Linked DNA regions of Macaca mulatta: region 1 is linked to region 2. A link is a contact called in public Hi-C data. All regions are on one chromosome and are shown on one strand. Each heading gives the region's core, a stretch centred on a gene start, on an enhancer-like site or on the middle of the called end of the contact. The rest is flanking DNA. Distances are from core to core; before and after follow the strand shown. Region 1 has its middle 35 kb from the start of SLF2. Region 2 overlaps HIF1AN (hypoxia inducible factor 1 subunit alpha inhibitor).

Region 1 (6,435 bases), core at 837-3,336, 320 kb after region 2:
CCAAACTCATAAAAGGGGTCACTGTCTCTTTAATTAAAGTTCCCTGTTTGGAGGTTAAAGACAAACCCGTTTGATGGTGCAGGTGTGTAGAGTGGGGGTGGGGGAGAAGGGTGGAAGCGGCTAGAGGGAAATGGAATTCTATCCTTAGAGGGGAGCAGGGTGGGGCCTCACCAGGGGCAGGCTGGCTGAGCAATGGATGTCTGATGGGGGTCCCTGAGGGTCCCCAGTGTGGCGAGGGTCACAAGGGGAGAAATCAGGCAGGAACCGGGAATCCCAAAGCCAGTGCGGCGAGCTCTGACTCCCCTGCGGGAATGCGCATGCTTCTGGCCCATGCACTACTACCTGCCCTCCATGATGCCCGACTGACCACTCCCCTTAACCATTCCTCCATCCCTCCCTTTTCCATACCAAAAGTTCTCCAATAAAAGAGGACCCAGGGCCTAATACCATCTCCCCACAGAAGCAACTTCATCACAGTTTAACATAAAAAGATCAGCTGGTATCGACCCGTAATTTGGACCCATGCCACGCTATTGGCAGGAAGACAGAATAAGTTAGGGTGGCCATGTTTCAAAAATTCTCTGTGTGCACTCAATCACAGCCCAGGGAAGGCGGGCGGGTGCGTAATAACCCAGCCGCGCTCTCCATTTCCCCTGTAGATCAATGCTAATACCAGGAGGCCCCAGAAGATGGATGGAACCGACAGGAACCTTGAAATCCCGACATGGGGGCTGGTGCCTCAACCGATAAAGGATTTCTTCACTGCTACTGAGGCAGGGACACTGAAACCTTAGGGGCTATGGGAAGACAGTCTGATTGGGGACAAAGAGATGGGGAGAGGGAGCAGCCTCTTCTTTATGCTCCCTGACACCCTTAGTCACTCATGCAGCCACTGACCGATGCTCGCTCCAGAGTCACTGACAGGCACGCCAACCGCTGGCACACACCACTGCTCACACTCTATCCAGCCAAAAGCACCAACGCCTCCCCAAAGACACCTTGACTCCCTGCAGCCCCTCAAATGGGTCCTAGTATACACGCATACACATGCACGTACACAAACTCAAACCTCAACACCACAATGAATCAAGGTATCTGACACAAGCACACTTACCTAACGAGATACAGACACATCCCACCATTGACATCACACCCTGTCCCAATGAAGCAAAAAGAGACGCGCATCTACACACATATGTACTTCTCTGTCTCTCCCTCCTTCCTTTCCATGCCTTCCTTCTTCCCATTTCCTTGTGATTCTGTTTGGAACCTTGCAGGCTGATGGTCAGTCAGGGAACTTTCCAGGACCCATTGGATGTAAATCACTAACACAAAAGTATACCAGCACACAGTCCTGGTCAACCAGACTCCCACATGGGTGCACACACATGCCGCAAAGTTGGAGACCTGGGTTCCAGGAATAGCTCAGCATGGACTTGCTGCGTGGCCTTGGACAAGCCATTTCCTCTCTCTCTTTGGGCCTCTGTTTCCTCATCTATAAAACAAGAGGTTGAACTGGGAGATTTCAAAGGGCCCTTTCAGGTCTGAATTTCTCTGCCTGTTGTGGCAGACACAAAGTCCTGCCGAGAGTTACACACAAACACAGGCAGCCCTGAGCACTCACACTTGGCTATGGTGGCCTGAAACCATACCCACAAGGACACAGAGGGGAACACAGGCACATGGGGCTCTTCCCAGCAAGGGTGCCTGCAATAGGGGCAGCCAGCTCCCACCCTTCCCAGAGCTGGAAGTCAAGGTGCCTCAGAACCCACTCTTCTGGGAGCAAAGATGTGGGGACAAAGGAGAGAGATGGAGCATTGTTGTGAGTTTGAGTGGGGGACAGAGAGGAACTTGCAGGCTGCTGTCTGATTTCCTTCCTTTGAGCTCAGCCCCAGGACTGGAGCCATTTCCACAGCCTCGAGCTGACATCTTGTGGCCATCTCCAAGGATTGCAGGCTTCACAAGGACACACTCAGTCCCCTGCAGAGAAGCATAGCCCTACCCAACCCACAAAGTCCTCCGCAGAACACTGCTTCCCATCCCCGATGCCCTGTCCCATGCCCAGCTGCCAGGAAAGGCACAGGGGCTGACTTGTTCCCCCAGCGGGGACAGGTAGAAGACAGGGGACTACCTTGGGAAAAGCTTCAAGGTAACTGGGTGACAAAAGGGACTGGAAAAAATGGATGCTTAAGGGAGCTGCAGCTTGTGGTGGAAATGTAGCCCTGCACTCCCACAGCCTCAGTCTAAGGTAAGGAAACATGACCCAGGCCCAGGGGGCTACAGTCTAGGGAGGCGACACAGCCTTTCCCCAGGGATCTCCAGGTGAAGGAAGAGACAGCCCCAGCCTCCTGGAAGCCCAGTCTGACGGGAGGCATTTGGCCCTCCTCACAGACAGCCTTAGCTTTAGGGGAAAAGGGGAAGGGGAGAGACATGGCTCTGCCCTAATGGAGCTTCTCATTTTGAGGAGGTAAAAACCTCAGCCCACAGCAGTGACCTCAGTCCTATCCGAGGAGCATGGAATTTGGGGGCTTGGAAGCCCCCAGCTATCTCAGCTTCCCGTGCCAAGCCCTAACCTGGTAGTCTGAAAGGAACATGATTTCCATGCCTGCATCAGCAGCCTGGGGCTGGGCAGAGGGTGGGAGTAGAAGTTTTGGGGATGTGGGCCATTCAGAGCCAGCCCCATTGATTCTGGAGAGACCTGCTGGGCAGGGGTGGGGGATGCATGGTGGGGCAGGACCACACTTTGCAGATCCTCCCAGAGGAAGCCATGATGGAAGTCCCTGGACATCCCTGGGCCAATTCCTCCTACTAGCCAGAGCCTCCTGCCACCTCTGGAGCCAGGTCTCAGGACCCTGGAGATGACAGGTCACACACAAGGCAGAGGCCAGGGGTTTCTAATCTGGAACCAGGGAACCCTGGAGGTGCTGGGATGATGAGTTTGTTATAAATTAGAGACTCGTTAAGAGAAGGTGAGAAGGGCTCAGTAACAGCTTTCGGGGTCCATCTTTTCGATTTCTTGTTCGGTTTGTTTATTGCGATTGTTCCTGTCTCATAAGCTTATTGCAAAACCAATAAAAATGATCTATTCAGAGAGGGAAGCTGCTCTTTTGACTGGAAGCTGCCTCTTGGTCCTGGACCCCACCCCTCCCCCTCCTGGTGGCTGCAGCCTAGCCTGGTTGACCAGCTGTCTCCTGCCGCGGGGTCAGCAGAGGGTGCCAGATTCCTGCTCACCAGAAACTGTGTCCACCTGCCATGTAGCCACCCTGGGCTGGCCTCGGGCCTCCAACCTGGTCCCATCACCCCGATGACCGCTGTACCCCAGCCGTCCAGCTCACCTCTGATAGACACACCAGGGCTGTTATGGGGAAACAGGAGGCCAGGGTAGGATCCAAGGACAGTCACTGGAGTCTGAAGTTTCAGGCATGATTTCGGCTCAGTTCCCCTCTGTGCCTCAGTGAGTCTTTGCCTTTAGCATGGGCTTCCCTGCTGTGAGGTAGCCCTAAGGGCTAATGATTGAACAAAGAAGCCTCCAAGGTTCTCAAGAATCAGAAGTCCTGGTTTTGACCTTGATGGCAGAACAGAGGCCCCCGGCCCCTTGCACATCCAGAACTAGTTAGAGTTGGGGGTCAGGGGCTCAGGAATCCCTATCCCGAATGAGCTGGCTCTCACCCCATCCCTGTTCAGCAAATAGCATTAGTTCTGTTTAGTAACCGTAATATTCCTGAGACACTGCAGATTTCTCTGGGCTACTGACTTGGTTTTGGAGTCTTTCAGATAATTATTGCGGGGAGTACAGGGTTGAGGGGGATCAGGAAAAAGCCAACAGACTCCTTCACTGATTCATACAGAATTTCAGAGCATCAGAGCCTGACAAGACTTTTTTTTTTTTTTTCTTTTTTTCCTTTTTTTTTCCTGAGTTGGAGTTTAGCTTTTGTCGCCCAGGCTGGAGTGCAATGGTGCAATCTCGGCCCACTGCAACCTCTGCCTCCCAGGTTCAAGCAATTCTCCTGCCTCAGCCTCCTAAATAGCTGGAATTACAGATGCCCACCACCACGCCCAGCTAATTTTCTTTTTCTTTTTCCCTTTTTTTTTTTTTTTTTTTTTAGATAGTGCCTCGTTCTGTCGCCCAGGCCATGCTCGGCTAATTTTTGTATTTTTAGTAGAGACAGGGTTTCACCATCTTGCCCAGGCTCGTCTTAAACTTTTGACCTCGTGATCCACCCTCCTTGGCCTCCCAAAGTGCTGGGATTACAGGTGTGAGCCACCACACCCGGCCCCGAAGGTACTTCTGAGATGGCTCTGTGAAACCCCTTCCTGCCTCAATACAGAATCAGGGTCAGAGACCTGAAGTGACTTGGCCAAAGTCACACAGCCAGTGAGTGGCAGAGCCAGGATGGGAATTCAAGGTGACAGACCCTTGCACCACTGCCCTTTATGGCGCTCTGCCCAGCATCTTCCTGTGTCCTGCTCATGTCAGCAAGCTCTGCCTCCTTCCTCACAAGCCAGTCCCTGCAGCCAGCACAGGTAACAGACCTTCCCTTCCCTCCCTGCTGTCTAACATCAGGCCTATTTTCTCTAAAGCAAAATCGGTCTGTTTCCCCAAGGCCGACACACTGGCTCTGCCAGAGGGCCCAGATAAGGGGAAAACCTTGCACGGCGGCCTTTGGAGTGTCCGTGTCACTTCAAAGAGCTAACATCAACACACTCTTCCTTTATCTATTTATTTTGGACAAGGAGGAAAAGAGGTGAAGATGGGTAGGAAACAGCCAACGTTGTCAGGAAGCAGACCATCTCAAGGACTTGGCACATCTTCAGAGAGAAGCACATCAATGTTTTCCCTTGATCTCTATATTTGTTTATGTTAACAAACACTCAATATAGTGCTTGCTGCGTGTCAGGCACTATTCTAAGCACTTTGTATATTCACTTATTAGTTTAATTTTATATTAACTTATTATATATCATGTAATTAATTTACTAAATCTTCTTAATAACCTTGAGATAGGTACTGTTATTAGTCCCACTTCACAGATGAGGAAAGTGAATCACAGAAAGGCAAGAAGCTTGCCTGAGGCCAAGTAGCTAATTCACCATTCAAAGTCTGGCTCTTACCCACTAGGATCCTTCTCTTTATAGAAGCATCAGCACAAAGGCTGGTAGGGCACCATGACCAAGAGAGGAAGGAAGATTCTGATTCAGACAAAAATCAGACATTGTTGGGGCCCTGTACAGTGTTCCCTGGAGTCCATCTCTTGTTAATTACCATCGTGGCCTCTTCTGTCCTTAGCTTGTTTGAAAGCCAATGTTTTGGGCCGGGCGCGGAGGCTCACGCCTGTAATCCCAGCACTTTGAGAGGCCGAGGCGGGCGGATCACGAGGTCAGGAGATCGAGACCATCCTGGCTAACACGGTGAAACCCCGTCTCTATTAAAAATACAAAAATTAGCCGGGTGCATTGGCAGGCGCCTGTATCCCAGCTACCCAGGAGGCTGAGGCAGGAGAATCACATGAACACAGGTGGCAGAGGTTGCAGTGAGCCGAGATCGCGCCACAGAGTGAGACTCTGTCTTAAAAAAAAAAAAAAAAAGGGGAAAGCCAATGTTTTATGGTTGGGGTGACCAAGGGAAGCATAGGCAGCTTGGACCTTGGGCCCCTCCCACACTAGCCCCATTTGGGGGAGCCTTCTGGGTTCTGGAAGCCAGGGCAGGGTTGTGGTGCTAGCACCCACTGCCTTGTTGCTCACGGAGCCCTGCTCCCTCCCACGCAGCTGCCTGCACTGACATCTCTGAGAGGGCCTTTGATTAAAGAGACAAGTGACTTTGCCCATTCTATTGATCAGAATAAATTACTAGGAACTAATTTATGGGCCTCCCCACAGCCGATGACATGGTGGATTGTGCGCTATTGGTCAGTAAATTGGATTGTCAGGCTAGATTATTGGTTCGTATACAGTTATCTCTCATAGCAATATCAGGCAGCCCAGGTAGAAGAGTGAAATCCTTTCTCTACTGCCAGATGCCAGGATATGACGACGAGGCCTTCTCAGGGGCTGGTGGGGAGGGGCAGGGAGGGAAGAGGAGGAGAGGGGAGGAGAGGCGAGGCGAGGCCTCTGTGCAGGATGCTTATTAATTAGTGCAGCATCACAGCATTAAAAGAACATTAGTGTGGAATCGTCTGCAGAGTGATAGGGAAATGACATTGCAGGCCTCCTCCTGATTCTCCAGCTATGGCTCTGCTGGGGAGAGCAGGGAGGGGGTTGATGAGCAGACAGGGGGATGGGAAAGATAAAGGTTGTTGGGGGGATAAGAGGCCAAGAAGAGGATAAGAGAAAGGAGAGGCCACATTTGCTGTGAGTTGCAAGCAGAGCAGGTCTGCTAAGTACCAGCGTCGCTGAGCCCCATGTGGGGGAAATGGAGCTGCCGTTCTGCTCCGTACA
Region 2 (6,629 bases), core at 88-2,587:
TTTATAGGCAGCGGGTGGCAGGAGAGAGAATTTAAGAGAATGAAGTCTCAGAGGAGGCATAGGATCATGGGATATGAAATAGCAAAGGCACAGCCAAGGTGATGCTGAAGCTCAGAAATACTAAGTCATACAGGAGGGGGCACCATTGGAAATCTGATCCCCTAAAGTTACGAGTAAACAAGTGGTGGTGGGGTGTGGAGGGTAGAAAGAAGGCCTAAGCTTGATATGGGGGCCACAACCTGGGCAAGGGAAATTTCCAGCAAAGCCTCTCATGTTATCTGTAGTGGCAGAAGCATCTGAACCAAATGGCTAGGAAGCTTGGTGAAGAGCCAGACCCAGTGATCCATGTCAGCCTAGACTAGAGGGAAGTCTCCAGCAGTATGCCTTAGGACTCAGTCTGGGCCTGTGTCCTGTCTGACATTTTTATTGACAACTGACCGAAGCAGCAGGCTCATCAAGTTTGCAGGTGATAGAGCTAGGAGGGGCAGTTAATACTTTGCATGAAAGAATCAGGATTCAAAACGATTTCAACAGGCTGGAACACTGGGCTGGAACCAACAAGATTAAACTTAACAGGGATAAATGTAGAGTCCTGCACTTAGGTTAAAACAAAATCAATGACATAAGTACCGGGTGTGGGGGCTGGCCCAGCTTGACAGCAGTTCATGAAGAAAAGACCTGGGGGGTTTAGTTGACTGCAAGCTCAATATGAGTCAGCTGTGTGATGTGACTGCTAAAATCCTAACACAGTCATGAATTGCATTAACCAAACGGAGTAGCCAGATCAAGGGAGGTGTTACTGCACTGCTTTCTGAGATGGTCAGGGCACCTCTGGAGCACTGGGTCCAATTCTGAGGTCTTTTCCCCTGCTAAGGTCAGTGACAGATGAGAATATTTTTGACAGGAAGCCACCATGGCAGTGGGCCTGAGTACTGTCAGAAACTTGCCAGTAATTCTGTGGTGCTGAAATTTCTGGAATGAAGGACAGGAGTCTATAATCTGAACCCAGGCCAAGACTTTTATCTGGAGTATATTTCTAGGATTTAGGGGAAAATTTGGGGTCTTGCATTTCCTCACTTCCTATGGCTGCCCAGAGGCATTGGCCTGTGACTCTCATCCCTGGCCTTACTGAGGTCAGGGAATAATTAGCGATTAGTTAGAAGGGGTCTAGGGTATAGGTCAGCCTGAGGCGGCGGCTATAAAACGAGTCATTGAGGTGGGAGGGAACCTGGAAATTTGGACCTCTTGCACTAGTTCCCGCGCCCTCCCCTGGGATGTGCCGTCCCTGTTGCGGCCGCAGCGTGGCGCCCTTGCTCCACGCAGGGCTCCTGAGCCAATGGCGGGAGCGGAGTGCGCGGCGAGGCCGCAGTTGCGTTTCTCGCACTCCCCACTGCGGGGAGCCCGTGGGCCCCGCTCTGCAGGGGCGCTGCCGGCCCAGGTCTCCTGGGTGGCAAGAAGACGCCTGTGGTGTGGAAGAACCTCGCCCGTGGCCCAGGACGCGTAGAATCCAGATGTGGCTTCTGCTGGGACCACGTGTTCCGGCCTGAGTGACTTCGCACGTGGCCTCCTGTCTGCCCTGGCGCGGGGAGGGGGGCGGGGGGCGCTGCTCTTCTGACGTAAGGGTCTGTGGGGCCGCGGAAGAGCCTGGGGTCCCCGACCCTCCACCTACTGGCCGTGGGCTGTCCGCAGCTCAGCTCGGCTTTGTCTCGAGTTCCTTCGCTGTTCAAAGCGGAGTGGCGGCCACGCTCGGGGGTCCTGGGGCGAGTGGTTGGGGGTCGGACGGGGCCCTGGGTCTGGACCGCGGTGGGCTCGCCGGAGGGGCTGCAGGCAGGGCGGGTTTCGGGTTCCACCGCCAGAATAATTCGGCAGTTCTGGATGGGGCCCAGGAATTTGTATTTGTAACCAGTTTCCCAGGTGAGTCTGAGGTCCATGGCCCTCGGTTTAGATATGATGTCTCGTCCTCAGCGCCCGGAGCGGGGCTGCTGAGGACATGGGCTTGCTCTTATGGCAGCTCTGGCCTGGGTGGCTGGAGGAGGCGGCCGGGGCTGGAATTGGGGCGCACCCTGGAAGCTCCAGATGGGCGTTGGAGACCTGGGGCGGGATGAACCGAGGACCGTCCAGGTGTGTGGGTGCTGCTCAGGAGCGGGGAGGTGCGCGTGTGGGTGGATGGCCATATTGAGGGTGATGGATTGCTGCAGGGAGTGGACTCAGCCTACTGAGAGGACTGGGAGAGGGGAAAGAACTGGAGGGACGGCGGAGTCCATTAGCCTTTTCTTGCAGAGCTGGAGATGGAGGTTGGTTCTGTCCTGATGGGGGCAGGAGGACGGGTAATTGAGGCTGCCATACTCAGTGAAGCCCCATGGGGGCAGCCATGCTTTGTGGTTTGTGGTGAGGCACCGAGCCCCAGGATACTGACTATTCCCTTTTTTGGAGAAAGAGGGGAAGAGTATGCCCCTTAAGGGCTTCTAGGGGAACGTTTCTGCCTCCAGGGGGTTTAGGTGACGTGTGTGTGTGTGTGTGTGGGGGGGGGGGGTGTTTAGGTGACGTGTGTGTGTGTGTGTGTGTGTGTGTGTGTGTGTGTGTAGGTTAGCATATTGGAGATTTTCAAGGGAGTTCGTCTCCAGGACACTTCCCTCACCCCTACATCCACACAGAGTATCTTATGATCCTCCTGGTTTCTCTTGGGCCTCAACTCCCCAAAAGGGGGGCACGCTTGTCAGCAGCTCACGAACATGTGGATGTCTGCTAACTGAAGACACTCTGAAGGCCTTCCCAGGGGAACATTCTAGAAGGAACCCTCGAATTCCAAATCCTTGAATATTGGAGCTGGGAGAGAACTTACATGCTGTCTGATGCCGTCTTCCCCAGCTTGGTTTTGGGGAGTAGACACCTTAAGTGAAGGCCTAGCTTCGTAAGCCTCTGAGGATCCCAGCACCTGGTATGGAGACAGAGACTCATGCATTGCCTAGAGAAGGGAGAGAGACAGCAGAGTCAAGCGGTGGGTGGTGAGCTTTGATGGTGAACACCTGGGAGCTGAGAGGTGGTTAGGAGCCTACAAAAGAACGCCCCTTGAAGGAGGGAAGCTAGAGCTGCATCTTTAAATGGGGAAAATTTATCTTCCCCCCCCCCCAATTATGAATTTATGAAAATGAAGAAAAAATATATTGGGGCCGGGTGTGGTTTCTCACACCTGTAATCCCAGCACTTTGGGAAGCCAAGGCAGGCAGATCACTTGTGGCCTGGAGTTTGAAACCAGCCTGGCCAACATGATGAAACCCTGTCTGTACTAAAAATACAAAAATTAGCCAGGTGTGGTGATGCATACCTGTAATCCCAGCTACTTGGGAGGCTGAGGCACGAGAATTGCTTGAACCTGGGAGGTGGAGGTTGCAGTGAGCCGAGATTGCGCCACTGCACTCCAGCCTGGGCGACAGAGCAAGACTGTCTCCAAAATACATATATGTGGTTGAAACACTGACATGTTGGTCTACAGGGGAGCAAAGCTACAGAAGCCTGAATTTCCTGAGGTTTGGAGGGCAGTGAAGACATGAAGAGGACAGCTCTGACCATTGTTGGAGCACAGTGAACGCGTAGGGCAGAGGGGTCTGGCTGCAACAGGAAGTATCTGGCTACAACAGGTGGTATGAGGCTGGAACCCAGAGGAAAGAAACAGGGTTGGGCTCAGCTTCGTAGAGTTAGTGAGGATTGGGCAGATGAGAACACCCAAGGAGAAAAGGAGAGAAAAGAGGGTTTAGGGAGTAGGTGTGAACGTGCCCGAGAGGCATTTCCCAGGTAAGTAGGAGTGGAACTGAGGGCGGAGTTCAGTGAGAGGGAGGGAGGAAGAAGGACACAGGAGGGGTGGGAACCAGGGTCAGCTCTGAAGAGGAGTTTGAGTGCAGGAGACAGGAGTGAGGCCCTAGTGAAGGTCATCAGAGTTGGAGATGAAGAGGTCAGCAGAATGGTAGGGGTTAGAGGGTGAGTTGGTAGAGAGGAAATGGGGGCAGAGCAAGTGTAAACAGCTATAGGTTATCCTTTGAGAAGTACACAGAGGACTGGAGACAAGTTGGTATTTTGAAAAGAAAACTGCAGCAACGCTTTGTTAGCCGGGGGAGAGGAGCAAATCTGTAGACAAAGGACATAGGAGAAGGGGGCCACGGGAGAAGGGAAGATGGAAGCTACCAGAGAGAGCAGACACTTGAAGGAGCTGAATTCCAGAAGGGGAAGGGGGGACAGCTGGGGGAAGGGAAGAGAAATATAGCCTCAGAGAAATGGGGAGAAGGAGGGGAAGTCATGGGGTTCAACCTGGACCCAGGTTTTGATCTCCTAAAAGTAAGAATAAAGGTTGAGGTTGGCTTCTTCAGGTAAGGGTGGCCAGGGTGAGGCTGGGCTGAACGGACACAGAGGGAGGGTTGGAAGTGCTGTTAAGAATTTGGGAGTCAAAGGAGCAATCTAGGTGTGTGATGTGCTGCCTGGTAGGGCTGAGGTGCAGCACAGCTGGGCTGGGATTTGCCCTGGGCGAGGCTGATGCTGCATCTGGATGCAGATGCAGCATCACCTGAAATTCACTGTGATCACCTTGAGTCCCCGACCAGCCCACCTTTCCCAGAATTCCCTCCCAGATCATACACCTGCTAGGGCCAGCCCAGCCCACTCGCCACTCCTTCGTCTTCACACTTGAGAGTGTGAGCAAGACGAGAGTGGAGCAAGCAAGCCATGGTCTGACCCGATTACAAATGACAGGCTCAGTACCAGGCTGAGGGGCCTAGGGGCCAGGACACGATGAGGACAGTGAAGGGCCTGCCTGGGGAAGGGAGGGACAGCTGCCAGAGCCCGGCCCAGGAGGGCCCGATGGACGAGTGTGGACAGCCATGTGGTGTGTGGGGTCAAGAGCCTGAACCCTGGACTCAAGGGCCTGAGTTCAAATGCAAGGCATTGTCATTGTCATGATTTTTAAGTATCTGAGGTAGGCTCTGAGTGGAGGGAAGGACAGGAGGAGGTACAGAAAGGGAGTGCTTGCTTCATGCCAAGGAGCGTGCTATATTCACAAATCCTCTCTAAACCACCGTGAACTAGGTGCTGTTTTACCGTTATACAAATGAGGAGATTGAGGTTCAGGGAGGGGAAGTAACTTGGCCAAGGTCACACAGCCAGTTGGTGACAGTTGATTTTCGAACGGCTTTTTTTCTGTTGCTTTGATCACAGTCCCTTCTGAGAAGTGGCTTCAAAATCTAGCTTTCTGCTATGCCTTTTCATCAGCTACTTACTAGGTGGGTGACCTTGGGCAAGTTACTTAATTTCTCCCTCAATTTTCTCATCTGAAAAACAGGGATAATAGTAACACTATCTCATAGGTTTGTAATGATAATGAATGAATATATGTAGAGGATTTGAAACAGTATCTCGTACAAAGAAAGTGCTGCTTAAGAGGGTGCTGCCATTGCTAGCATCATCATCATCCTCATCCTCCTCCTCCTCATCATCATCACTCCTTACAGGCTCCAGCCAGAAGCTAAGGACTTAGAGGCAGGTGAAAGAAAGTCCTGAGGCATATTAGTCCTTTAGAGAGGGTCCTATGGGGAAAGGCGAGAGAGTAGCATCCAACCAGTGGTTCTCAAAAGGGACATTTTTGCTGTAACAGTGGCCTGGAGGAGCTACTGACTTTTTTGGGGGGGGGTGGGGAGAGGGAGGAATAGGGTGGGGACAGCAGGGAGTTACTCACTTTTGGTGGTAGGAGCCAGGAGTGTTAAAAGTGGTCATTCATACCCAGTTGAGAATGTGGAGGAGAAGTTCAGCTGGAAAGGATGCTTGGGATTTAACTCCTCAGAAGAGTTGCAGCTCCAGCTATTGGAGCAGCTGGAAAAGGTATGGAAATGAGCTTGGAGGTCTGTGAGGGGCTGGAAAGAATCAGACTTAGGAGGGGGCAAGGCTTCCTGGAGGGGAGGGTGGGGGTGAGGTAGGCTGAGGGATCTGGACAGTAAGCAGGGGCAATGGAGAGCCATGGGGTTCTGGATGAGGGACATGATGTATTTGGGGAGATTACTCATGCAGCCAGGGAAGAGGTTGGGTTGGAGAGGGAGAAAGAGGGGGCCCATTTGGGGAGTGGGAACAAACCCTAAAGGCGGTAAAGGCACCTGGACTGGTCTGGGGTTTGGGGTTGGAGAGTGCAGATAAAAGGCCACACTGATGCACATTTGAAGGAAAACTCTCAAGTGTGAAGACGAAGGAGTGGCGAGTGGGCTGGGCTGGCCCTAGCAGGTGTATGATCTGGGAGGGAATTCTGGGAAAGGTGGGCTGGTCGGGGACTCAAGGTGATCACAGTGAATTTCAGGTGATGCTGGGGAGTCTGGGAGCTGTCCACTGAGGGGCTAGAGATGCCAGTTGGAAGTTAGGACCAAAGTACCGATTTGGGAATCATTATTCCACATTTATTGAGTACCCCTGACACTCAATACACATATAAAATAGGGCCCCTTGGAGGGTCGTTCCTGTGGGGTTGCTAGTGGAATTTGAAGTCCTGCTTGTAGATGAATTTGTCATAGGAAAAAGCGGAGGGGTAAAGCCCTGCAAACCTGCATCCTAAGCCTGGCTGGGCCCCTTCTGCATAGGGAGGGAGTGAGGAGAGAGCTGCT

The links. Hi-C and Micro-C count contacts between places; a contact is called where the count stands out from the background.
Region 1: a contact with region 2 is called in a Hi-C map of fetal cortex germinal zone, with 7 times the contacts expected there. The contact joins two enhancer-like sites. A contact is called at or near these places in 6 of 14 Hi-C or Micro-C datasets (cortical neurons, fetal cortex germinal zone, fetal cortical plate and 3 more).

Annotation. Positions count from the first base shown.
Region 1 is chr9:112,937,210-112,943,644 of T2T-MMU8v2.0, forward strand. No RefSeq gene overlaps it. Among named protein-coding and RNA genes, the nearest start is that of SLF2, 35 kb to the right of the region's middle. Within about 2 kb of position 2,087, at least 4 of the 40 cell types and tissues checked have an H3K27ac peak or open chromatin away from gene starts, as enhancers often do.
Region 2 is chr9:112,617,989-112,624,617 of T2T-MMU8v2.0, forward strand. The region is part of intron 7 of HIF1AN (hypoxia inducible factor 1 subunit alpha inhibitor); the gene reads left to right. Among named protein-coding and RNA genes, the nearest start is that of HIF1AN, 28 kb to the left of the region's middle. Within about 2 kb of position 1,338, at least 12 of the 40 cell types and tissues checked have an H3K27ac peak or open chromatin away from gene starts, as enhancers often do.